2 separate regions of the Anas platyrhynchos genome follow, and region 1 is linked to region 2. The links are chromatin contacts, called in public Hi-C maps. All regions are on one chromosome and are shown on one strand. The core of a region is the stretch at or near the end of the contact, and the rest is flanking DNA. Distances in the headings are between cores, read along the strand shown. Region 1 holds the start of CD2AP (CD2 associated protein). Region 2 overlaps CD2AP (CD2 associated protein).

Region 1 (5,097 bases), core at 741-3,240, 57 kb after region 2:
GCTACTGTAATCAGAAAAGACAGAGAGAGAAGACATACGTAAGGAAGAGTAAAGAAAAAAAAAATTACATCAACCAAGGTTGTACAGTGATCAAAGTCAGCCTGAAAACCAGACCAAGACCTTTATTAAAAGTCTTGGACAATATTCCCAACTGCACACTAATACTTTTAATAATTCGGACCTACTCTATGGAAACCCCCAGATATTTCACATCGCAACATTACACAGGGCTCAAAACGTTTAATTAGCATACTAAACCTTTGCATTATAGGCAGTGCCAGCGCTGTCTACCGCAATGACCGATGTAAACACTTCTTGCAAGTATGACAATGCAGCTCAGAAAGTACAAAATAATAACTCCTACCTATTCTGAACCATGAAAAAGTGATTTATTAAAGCTCTGCTTATGTCAGAGCCTGCAATAACAATCTCATTTTATATTTTCAGACCTCATTTTAAGCATGCTTTCAATACAAATTACTTTGCAATAGAAAATAAATGAAATCACTTCCTTATAATCCCAAGAAACACAAGTCAGGAGAAGCGCGTATCGCTTCACTAACCACACATTTGATTCACACGCCATGCACTTCTTCCCCTCTATTTATACACAAGGAGGAGGAAGAAAAGCTAGGCAAAAACAGCTTTGCTTCCACTTAAAAAAGCTTAAACCGTGCTCGTCAATGTGGCAGACTTGCACGCAGCAGCCGACGTACACACACGCCTCCGGCACAAAACAAGCAAGCTACCACCGTGCACAACCCCACAAGAACATTCAGCGGCTAAAATCGTACAGGGCAGTGCAGTGAGCAATTAATGTCATATAAATGAGGGTAACCGAGACAGAGACGATACACAATGGAAATTGGGGGGTGTTGGAATAAAAATATAGGAGCCTGATGAGCAGCATTTAAAACACCCCTTCATTTGTCCCTGTGCAAACACTGTTAAGTTATGGGTTCGGCCGAGCGCAGCCGATTGTTTCCAGCACAAACCTGATCTGGCACATTATAAAAATACAGCTATCTCAAGCAGCTGCACCTTTGTTGTTTTTTTTTTAACGAACACCTTGGTGGAAAAATGGGTGAAGCTGAAACCTAGCTGGGGGGGGAAAACAGAACAACAAAACCCTACCACCTCGGAGCGGCTGGGTTTGACCAGAGCCGCTTTTACTCTTCTCCTGCTTCCTCCACCGAGCAGCCGGTGGCAATGCGGGACTCTGTGGCTCCACAGCCCCCATTTCCCTCAGGAAACCCCATTTCCCTCATGATTTCCCCAGGGACCCCGTTCCCCTCAGAGTCCTCCTGAGGAACCCGCCAGGACCACAGGCTCCCCTCAGGGCCCCTCCGCTCCCCTCAGAGACCTCCCATTCCCCTCAGGACCCCCTGTTCCCCTCAGATCCCCCCCAAAACCCCCCAGCTCCCCTCAGAGCCCCCCCGTACCCCAGACTCCCCTCAGGACCCCCCCGTTCCCCTCAGAGCCCCCCAGAGACGCCTCAAGACACCCCCGTTCCCTCAGGACCCACCTAGGACCACTCAGGACCCCTCTACTCCCCTCACAGCCCCCCCAGGACTCCCTCAGAGCCCCCCCCGAGCCCAAAAGCCGCTCCTTCTCCCACCTGCCGCCGACCCAGCCCCACACAAACCCACCTCTCCGCCGGCTCGCCCCGACACGTTTGCACCTCACCCATCTCCAGCGAGCTCCTCTCCCCTTTATTTGGGGTTGTAAATCCCAAAACCTCCCCAGACGAATCGTGTGTCCCCCCCCCCCCTTTACCCGCTCAGCCTCGCTCACCCATGCTGCGCCCGCCCGCCCGCCCAGCGGGGCTCGGCGGCTGCGGGTCCCGCCGTACTCGCTCAAACCGGGCACGGCGGCTCCATGCGGGCCGCTGAGGGCGCTGTGGGGCTGCTTCGGGGCCGGGGGGGGCGAATCAGACCCGTCCCGTCCCGTCCCGTCCCGTCCCGTCGCCGCCTTCCCCCCCCCCCTTTCCCCGCTGCCCGCCTCAGGCGAGCTCCGCCACAGGCGGCACCGCCCCCCCCCCTCACCCTCTCCCACCCGCGGCGGGAGGGAGGGGGGGCGCCAAATCTCGCGAGATCTCCTCCCCACGCTTGCTGCGGTTGCCAGGCAGGGTGACGTCACCGCCGCCCTCCCCGCTGTTGCCAGGCAGGGTGACGTCACCGCCGCCCTCCCCTCCACACAGACTCTCCCCCCGCCCCCCTCGCCTCAGTTCTTACCCCAAAAAACAGCGGTTTTGGGCAACCCACACGCACAGCGAGGGGCAGGCTGTGGGGTCGTAGGGCTGAGGTCTTTCCTCCAAGCCCCCTGGGGGTACACCCGCTCCCATCCCAGGCTGCTCCTCACTTTTTGGGGGTGAAAGTCCCCTTTCTTAGCTTGGAGCGTGTGTGGGATTGGGCATTGGTTTGCAGTGGTTTAGGGCGGTTTGTTTTTAGTAAGATGATTTTGTAGAAAGGAGGGAAGAAGATGTATTTCTAGAAAGAAGCATTCACGACGGCATCAGGCTGCCACTGTTTAGGGTTTTTTTGCGGGAAGTGCAGGAAGGGTGAAAACGACTACTTAGAGCTAAGCCGATTTAAAGAAAAACCAGTGACCCCAAGGCCAAAAGGACAAGTAAACACGGTGTGGTTTTGGTGAAAATCAGGGAGTAGAACACAGCAGGGCTCCGAAATTGATATTCTCCATCTTCCCTGCCACAGACATCCTTGTGTGAATGGCTCGAGAGCCCTTGGAGCCAAGCTGGTGCCAAAATTAGCCTAAAAAGAATGCCAAGTATTTCCAGGAGTCAGCCCTTGCTTAGCATCTTCCTCGGGGCATAGAAGCAGAAAGTGAGTCAGATGAGTACTGAAGCACAATGTGGAGTATACGGGTGTAAACAAGCCTGTAGCATATCATAGTAGGATGTCTGATCTCCTTCACCCTATTTTGATGCAGACTGTGCTTCCATTTCTTCCAACGGCAGAAATGGAAATGTACAAGTCATTGTGAGATTTTCCCTGAAGAAGTTGCAGTGTTGTCATCCTTAGAGTTTGAAGTCAATTCCAACAAAAATTTAGAAAATAACTTTCATGGTGGCGAATTATCCTCATCTCTCTTCTCTTTAGGTGGACGTTTGTTTTTCACTTCTGAAGAACTACATGCTAAATAAGGATAAAGGACAAGATGAATTGTAAATTTGATCCCATATTTGATCCCATCTCTAACTTTTTCAGACCTGCCTCAAGGCTTGGTGTGACTGTACAAGAGGTGATAAATAAAATATTTGCAATGTGCACTTCTGCAGAGAGTTGAAGAAGTGCTGTGTAACCTTCTTTCTGGAAGCACTTTCCAAATAATTTAAGGGTCACTTTTTCCTTTGGATCACCCTGAAAACTCTTAGCTGCCTGAGTACAAAACTGAATTTTACTCAGAGCCCAGCTACTCTGACCATACTTCACCAGCATCTAGCCAGCCCTGTGTTTCCAGACTGTCTCCTTTCCAGTAGCACTGAGAAGGAAATGGGATGGCTGCTGAAGGAACTGCTGTGGTTGCTGAGCCCAAAAGTCTCCTTTTCTGCCCAATCCACCAATGCCTGGTGCAGTTTTCTATTTCACCAGTGCCTACAGCTGGCCCTTCGCACGTGTCTGGTCATGCTTCGCTGAGTTTGTCAACACTTCATAGCTGTGAGTTTTTCAAAAAAAAAGTTTTTACATGTCTGCTCACGTGTAACTTAAAGCAGCATTAGGAGCCTATATTTAGTGTTCCTATGTGAGTTGGCAATTATGGTACATATGAGGAAAATACATCTGTGCTAAGCTAGTAACTGCTATCACGGTTCAACTGTTAAGCAGTATTTATTTATCAATCATTACACCCTAATTCACCTACGCTGAATTTCTTTCCTCACTTTCCACTTTTACAAAGGCTGAAAACAGATAATTAGCCATTTTCACATGGATATTATGAAATGATTGGTATTTATGCTGTCAGTCTTGGTGTTAAATTGATAGACCTAGAGCTAGTTTTTGCTTTTTATTCAGTCCTTTCTTTCAGTTCAAGATGAATGTAGAGCCCCAGTATTCTGACTCTGGGGAATTCAATATGCATAAAAACACATATTTGTTTCACATTATTTTCCAATGCAATAAGTTTCCTCAAAATAACTGCACTTATTTTCATCCTAGGTGGAATTTAGTCAACAAAACTTTTGAAACAAATGAAAGATGAGCATTTTAAATTCTTTGTGGTTGAGTTTAGTGGAATTAGAGAATGTATTGCTTGCATTTGAGAGATGAATTGTTGTGACATTCACAGATCAAGAAAATATTTAATTACACACATAGTAACTACTATAATTTTATTTTACAAGGAAGATCATTGCATAGAGGTTGTTATGTAAACTTATGAAATAAAATAAGAATGATACGGTCTGTCATCACTAGAGATGTTTATTTTTTCCTTCACAGAAAACAAACAAACAAAAAACAACTAGGAATATATAATGATAGGCTCCCTTCCTAGTGCTACAGTGAACGTTTCACTTGAAATATTTTGTGCCACTGTGGGAATCGTAAAATTACTGCATTGCTTCCAGATTAAGAAACCTGAACTTAAAACTTTCAAAACTTCTCCCTAAAGGGCAAGAAATTATAGGAACTGTTTGTTGTTGTTCTTGTTGTTGTTATTTTGTTTTGTTTTGTTTGTTTGTTTTGTGAACAAAATCATGTCAGTTGCTATCAAGTTAATGTCCCATGTCCATCTGAATAGCACATGTACTGCAATAATTGTGCACTGCCCTTTAACCAAATAGTTTCTTCCCAAACAGTCCAGATTTATGCTTTTAACACTATTGCGTTTATCATAACAACAACTTCTTGCATAACTATACCCATAAAAATTGCATGGGAGCATACAGCCTTTAGCACTAAGGAGTTAAAAAGTCTTGACTGTAAAATTTCACCTTTCATCTTCTGTAACAGTTTTTATGAGGTAAGATAACATTACTACAAAAAGAAAAGAAAAGAAAAAAAAGTTTTCTCTTTCAGAAGTTAAAAAACTATTTAGATGAGAAAACTCCCTCTGCTGGTTTGAAGAAGAAGCAGA
Region 2 (5,017 bases), core at 2,383-4,882:
CAAGTACAACATCCAGAGATTCTTTTATACCATATTGCTATTTTAACTTCTTTATTTTGGGGGCAGGTTTAAAGCAAAGCAGACTAGATTCATAAATTGATCTGCTTTATGGTTATCTTGTAATATTTTCTCCAAGATGGATTCAGCATCTTAAAGAATTAGGAAGTTTTAAGTTCATATTGATAACACTTGGAGAAAAGATAAACTGGTAGGTGCAGTGCAAACTTATCCTTATATCCTCTTTGCCTTTAAAACATACATCTTTTCCCACCTCAGTTGTGAAGAAAGACAGAAAAACAAACCACACTAAATATATATAATATATTGTATATAACATAATATAAACTTATACTGACTTGGATGTAGATGATGGCAAAGCAGGTTTTTCTGGACGTTTTGGATGCTGAAACCCTGCTCTCAAAAGGCTGTTAGTCTTGCTTGGAGGAATGGGCTTCTTGGGTGGTACTTGAGGAGCTTGTGGCTTCAAAGGCTTCTGATCCAAAGCTCCTTTTTCATCTGACAAAGTAAGTCACCAAAACATTAAGAAACACATTGCCTAGGTTTCTTTCAATGCTGATCAATTAGAAAGTGACTGCTGTTAGAACTACTTTCTCTAAAGTTCAGATGAACAGTGAAAAATGGATATATTGACATTAAATAGTAGTCACTTATTTTTATATTTTCTCCCTCTTCCTCTTTGAGGATAGGGGGAGTGAGAGAGCAGTTGTGGTGGAGTTCAGCTGCCCACCTGAGTAAAAGAAATTCTAGATTGATATTATTGCACTGCAAATAACACCTAACAAACAAGAATCTCTCTGTACTGCCACTACTTTGCCCTTACTGTGAATTAATCATATCTCCCCTTAAAAAGTCAGAGGGCTTTTGTTTTAAATACTGCCTGTATACGACTAACTCCCTTTGGAAAAGTTCTGCAATCCTTGTGTGTCATATGCCCAACAGTAAAATGGAGAAATCCTGATTTTCTTTCCCAAGAATACTCTGAAAAACGGGTCATAGAGGTTTCAACAAAAAAAGCATCATCCAAAAGAGAATCATATTCTTGATTTGAGACCTTCGAACATTAGGATATGCAAACAAAACAAAACCAATACTATGGCAGGCTCTCTTAGTACAGTTACTAGGCAGTCCTTTGCTGTCTCTCAGTACAGTGTTACAAAATTAATAAAGCTCTGAAGTAGCAGGACAGTACATAATTTTGCCGCTTGGTGGTGCTGACTCTCCTGTGTAAAACACCCTGTTCGTGAGGCTCACTTCTGTCTACTGATCCTATATAAAAGGCTTAAATTCCTAAATGCCTAGTGGCAGTATTACTGGAGATCAGTTCTTTACATTTTAGAGGAGAAAGAATTCAAGAATTATGCATTATTACTTGTAAGAACATGCAAGTTCATAAGAAGGACAAAAAATGCTGCCATCGAATTATATTACTGAATTATCATCAGTCAGGTTTCACTTTAGTTGCTCCAACTCAAATCTGAATATAAAAACTGTCCAGAGTTAAGTGGATGAAGGTAATACTCAAAGCCAAGATTCCTTATGAGCACAGAAATCAGTCAATTTTGCTGTAAAAATGGCATGCCACTTTTTCGTCTTTTATTATACAATGAAATAAGGGTTGACTAAAGATAAGTACTTAGTAATCATAATAAAAATACCAGTCTTAGCCATTGATATTGGACAAAATTACTACATGATACCAAAAAGCACCCTTTACTGTAAATACAGAAATATTTGATCAGTCAATTTTTGATTACAATTAAAGGCAAGATTAATATGCATTAAAAATATATGGTTGGATAGGTTTAGATTAGAGCTGCTCAATTATTGAATTAAAAAATAATTATATTAAAACTTCTTACTTAATCAGTTTGATTGCTATTATCAATATGGTTATTTTTCACCAGTGAAACACTGCACTGATAGACGGACATTTTTTCTAGTAAAACGCTACTGCTATCTAAAAAAATAACTGTTAAGGCCAGAAGAGACCGCATATAATTAATTATTCAGCCTAGCCTTCAACAGAATACAAGAGAATGTTTTCCTGCATCATTTCTTCTACCACAGAGAAGGACTGTTCTTTATCACACAAAGTTTTCAGAAGCTTTCATGTTCCTAAGCATGCTACCTATTACACAGAGCAGATAAACTAAAACTTATTACCTTACTTTTAGGAATATATCCTGAAATTCACTATAAAGTAAACGGGTCTCACCTTTTTCTTCAGTCCTCAAAGGGAATTTCTTCTCTCCAGCTGGCAATTCAGGTTTAGGAGCTGTGTGTAAAACCAAATCATAGGTATTTCTGAAAGAGCTTTAATTATCTTAGTCACTATCTAAAAATATGATACACACCAATTTGTGTTCGTATTTTTTTTCCCTTTGCAAGGAGTGTAATGCCATTTATAAACATTCATTTCAGCCCAGCAAACTGTAGGCTCGTATTAAGATGTCTGAAGTAGTCTCCATCGTAATTTGGGAAAATATATAGCAGCAGCAAAATACATAAGGCATAAAAAGGTAACCTCTAACTAAGGGCAGCTGCATTACTAGGAAATACAAAGCTACTTCTGAATTTATTTAATTTTTTTGAAGACATGCACTGTTTCTGAAGTTCAATACTTCCTCAGACACCTATCAGCAGGCATATTTTACGTACCTGGACCTTTAACTGGAGGAGGAGGTTTCTTTGGCTTCTGTAAAATAAGTACATAAACAAAACAGATTATCAAAACACAGAAACACATTTGCTTTCTGTTTTGCATACGGTAGTGTCCATCTTATTCACAGCTCTTTTCAAAGCATTTCATAAATGGCAATCCCAGACAGGAAGCAAAGACATAGAACTGGAAAAATTCATCTGGTATTTCCCAGCCAACCTGCTAAAAAAAATGTGAACAAAATGCACAGTTTCTTCAAATCTCAGATCAGCATTTCAGCAGCAAGAGTACACAGAAGAGGTGCAAAAAAAAATTAAGAATTACTTCTTATCTAGTCCAAGGAATTGCTCCAGTCACACCCGTTTTAATTTCAGTAAGTAAACCCCAATCTTTGTTAGTACAACGGAAGTATCAAAAAGTAATCAGGTAAATTTTAAAATCAAAAAAGGTCACTTTCACTGAACAAGAGTTCTAAACTAAATATCATGAAAACTATTTAATTACGCAACAAGCACTTCATTTATATGAAAAACACTCGTCTGAGCTTCTTCGTCTTATACTGGAGAAAGATGCGTGAACTACTCCAGCCATTAAAAACTTGCAAAATATTAAGGTGTCACAGTTTGTATGTTGACAATAACCCTACTGTACTAGGCAGCCACTTATTGTTTTCCTTGATCTGTTAAAAATAAGTTTGAATTTCCCCCATCACAGGGTACGGCTTACCTCAAGGGACACATCTCAAACCACCTCACCTCCAGAGTCCAGCTAATGAAAATGCTCTAGAACACCCATCTAACGTGGTTGCACCAAGGACAATGCTCACTGATAAAACGGTCACAAAAGTCTACTAACCCTCAGATGTTTATAAAAACATTGCTGAAGTTGTATGGGCTCAGTCCAATGCACTCCCACTAAAGTACATGTGTTAACTTGACCATCTTTGGTACACACACTTGTCAGAACCAAAACATCATACTAATCTTGACAAAACATGGACTAAGAATTACAAGAACAAGGAGTACCACATAAAAATACGGATTTCTTTAAGTCAACACAAGAGATAATGGAGGAAAAAAAAAAGAAAAAAAAAAACTATTTCTAAATCCCATCCAAAGATTATACGCTGCAACCTACTGGCAGGTCATAACACAGAAAAATCCCAGTGAGTCCCCCAGGGGTTATTCAGTATTTTGTTCTTATATTTACTTAGAGAACAGAATAAAACAGAACTGACTGGTTGCTTCCTTTCAAAACATTTAGGGTTTAATTCAATCATCAGTTACACATATCACCACAGTATCAGAACTATATGTTTTTCTATATGACCTAATCAGCCTCTTTAATTACAGTTAATCTGAAAAGGCAGGTTTCAATTAAATATTTAAAAATAAGTTTAACCTTTAGACCTTCTTGGTTATAGCTACCTCGAGACAGAGTTAAAAGCTGACACAATTGTATTAATATTTGAAGCAGCAGTATGTGCTGAAGTCTTTTATTCCTTGCATTTCTGTCAATTCGTTTTTGTGACACTAGATGAAATATATAGGAACTTACAGGGAAGTCTTTATCATGTTCGTGTATTTGAACAGCAAAATTATCAGGGAAGACTCCTTCTTTACCATTGAGTTCTCCTCTCCACCAGCCTGGCTCTCCAGTATCCTAAAACAAACAATAGGATATTTCGATCAATCCTTATTTTTCCCAGAACAGATAGATTGAAAGTGCTGTTCCTGTAGCTGTTTCTCACAATATAATTGTTTTTCCAAAATATTGCATTACTTAGAAGAATACTTTAGCTACCTTAGCAAGGGGAAACAGCTAAAGATCAGACTATGTTTGGTCACTTTGTTTTCTAAAATACAGGATATGAAATTATATTTCCTCATTTATACAAGGCTAACATCTGCAAGTGGAAGAAAAGTACGTAAAACCAGCTATGATTCAATGCACAATATTTAACGTTCTCAACTTCCTCCACTAGATTTAATGTTCTCAACTTCCTCCACTAGAAACACATTCAGTAAATACTTTCTGTAGTTGGAATAACACACAATTCTACTACATAAAAGTGATTCTGATGCAACTGATCAGGCTCACTAGTCTGAAAAGCATGAAGAAAGAAGACAGAATACACTTCTGAGGAAAAAATAACCAAGTTAAGACATAAGGGGAAAAAAACAAATTATTAATTCTGTGACATAGAAATCCATCACATGATCTAACTAGATAGAAACTTTAGTTTGTTTATAACAGAAGTATGTGTGTTAACATCTGAAATTATTTAAATATTTTAGCAAATACTTTATTCAACCTAATAAACTCTCCTGTCTATAT

Evidence for each region. Hi-C and Micro-C count contacts between places; a contact is called where the count stands out from the background.
Region 1: a Hi-C map of small yellow follicle shows a contact between it and region 2, with 3 times the contacts expected there. The contact joins the promoter of CD2AP here to the enhancer-like site in region 2. A contact is called at or near these places in 2 of 8 Hi-C or Micro-C datasets (skeletal muscle and small yellow follicle).

The regions. Positions count from the first base shown.
Region 1 is chr3:114,506,952-114,512,048 of IASCAAS_PekinDuck_T2T, forward strand. It overlaps CD2AP (CD2 associated protein), which reads right to left and starts at 1,991. Exons shown (of 18, transcript XM_027455325.3): 1 at 1,795-1,991. The coding sequence starts at 1,798. LOC140002044 (a long non-coding RNA gene) reads left to right here and starts at 2,204. Exons shown (of 3, transcript XR_011807901.1): 1 at 2,204-2,637; 2 at 2,715-2,843; 3 at 3,120-4,343.
Region 2 is chr3:114,448,584-114,453,600 of IASCAAS_PekinDuck_T2T, forward strand. It overlaps CD2AP (CD2 associated protein), which reads right to left. Exons shown (of 18, transcript XM_027455325.3): 9 at 4,238-4,342; 10 at 2,680-2,716; 11 at 2,237-2,296; 12 at 357-516. Among named protein-coding and RNA genes, the nearest start is that of CD2AP, 58 kb to the right of the region's middle. Within about 2 kb of position 3,633, at least 2 of the 8 cell types and tissues checked have an H3K27ac peak or open chromatin away from gene starts, as enhancers often do. A contact at or near this core is called in small yellow follicle, where this site is marked.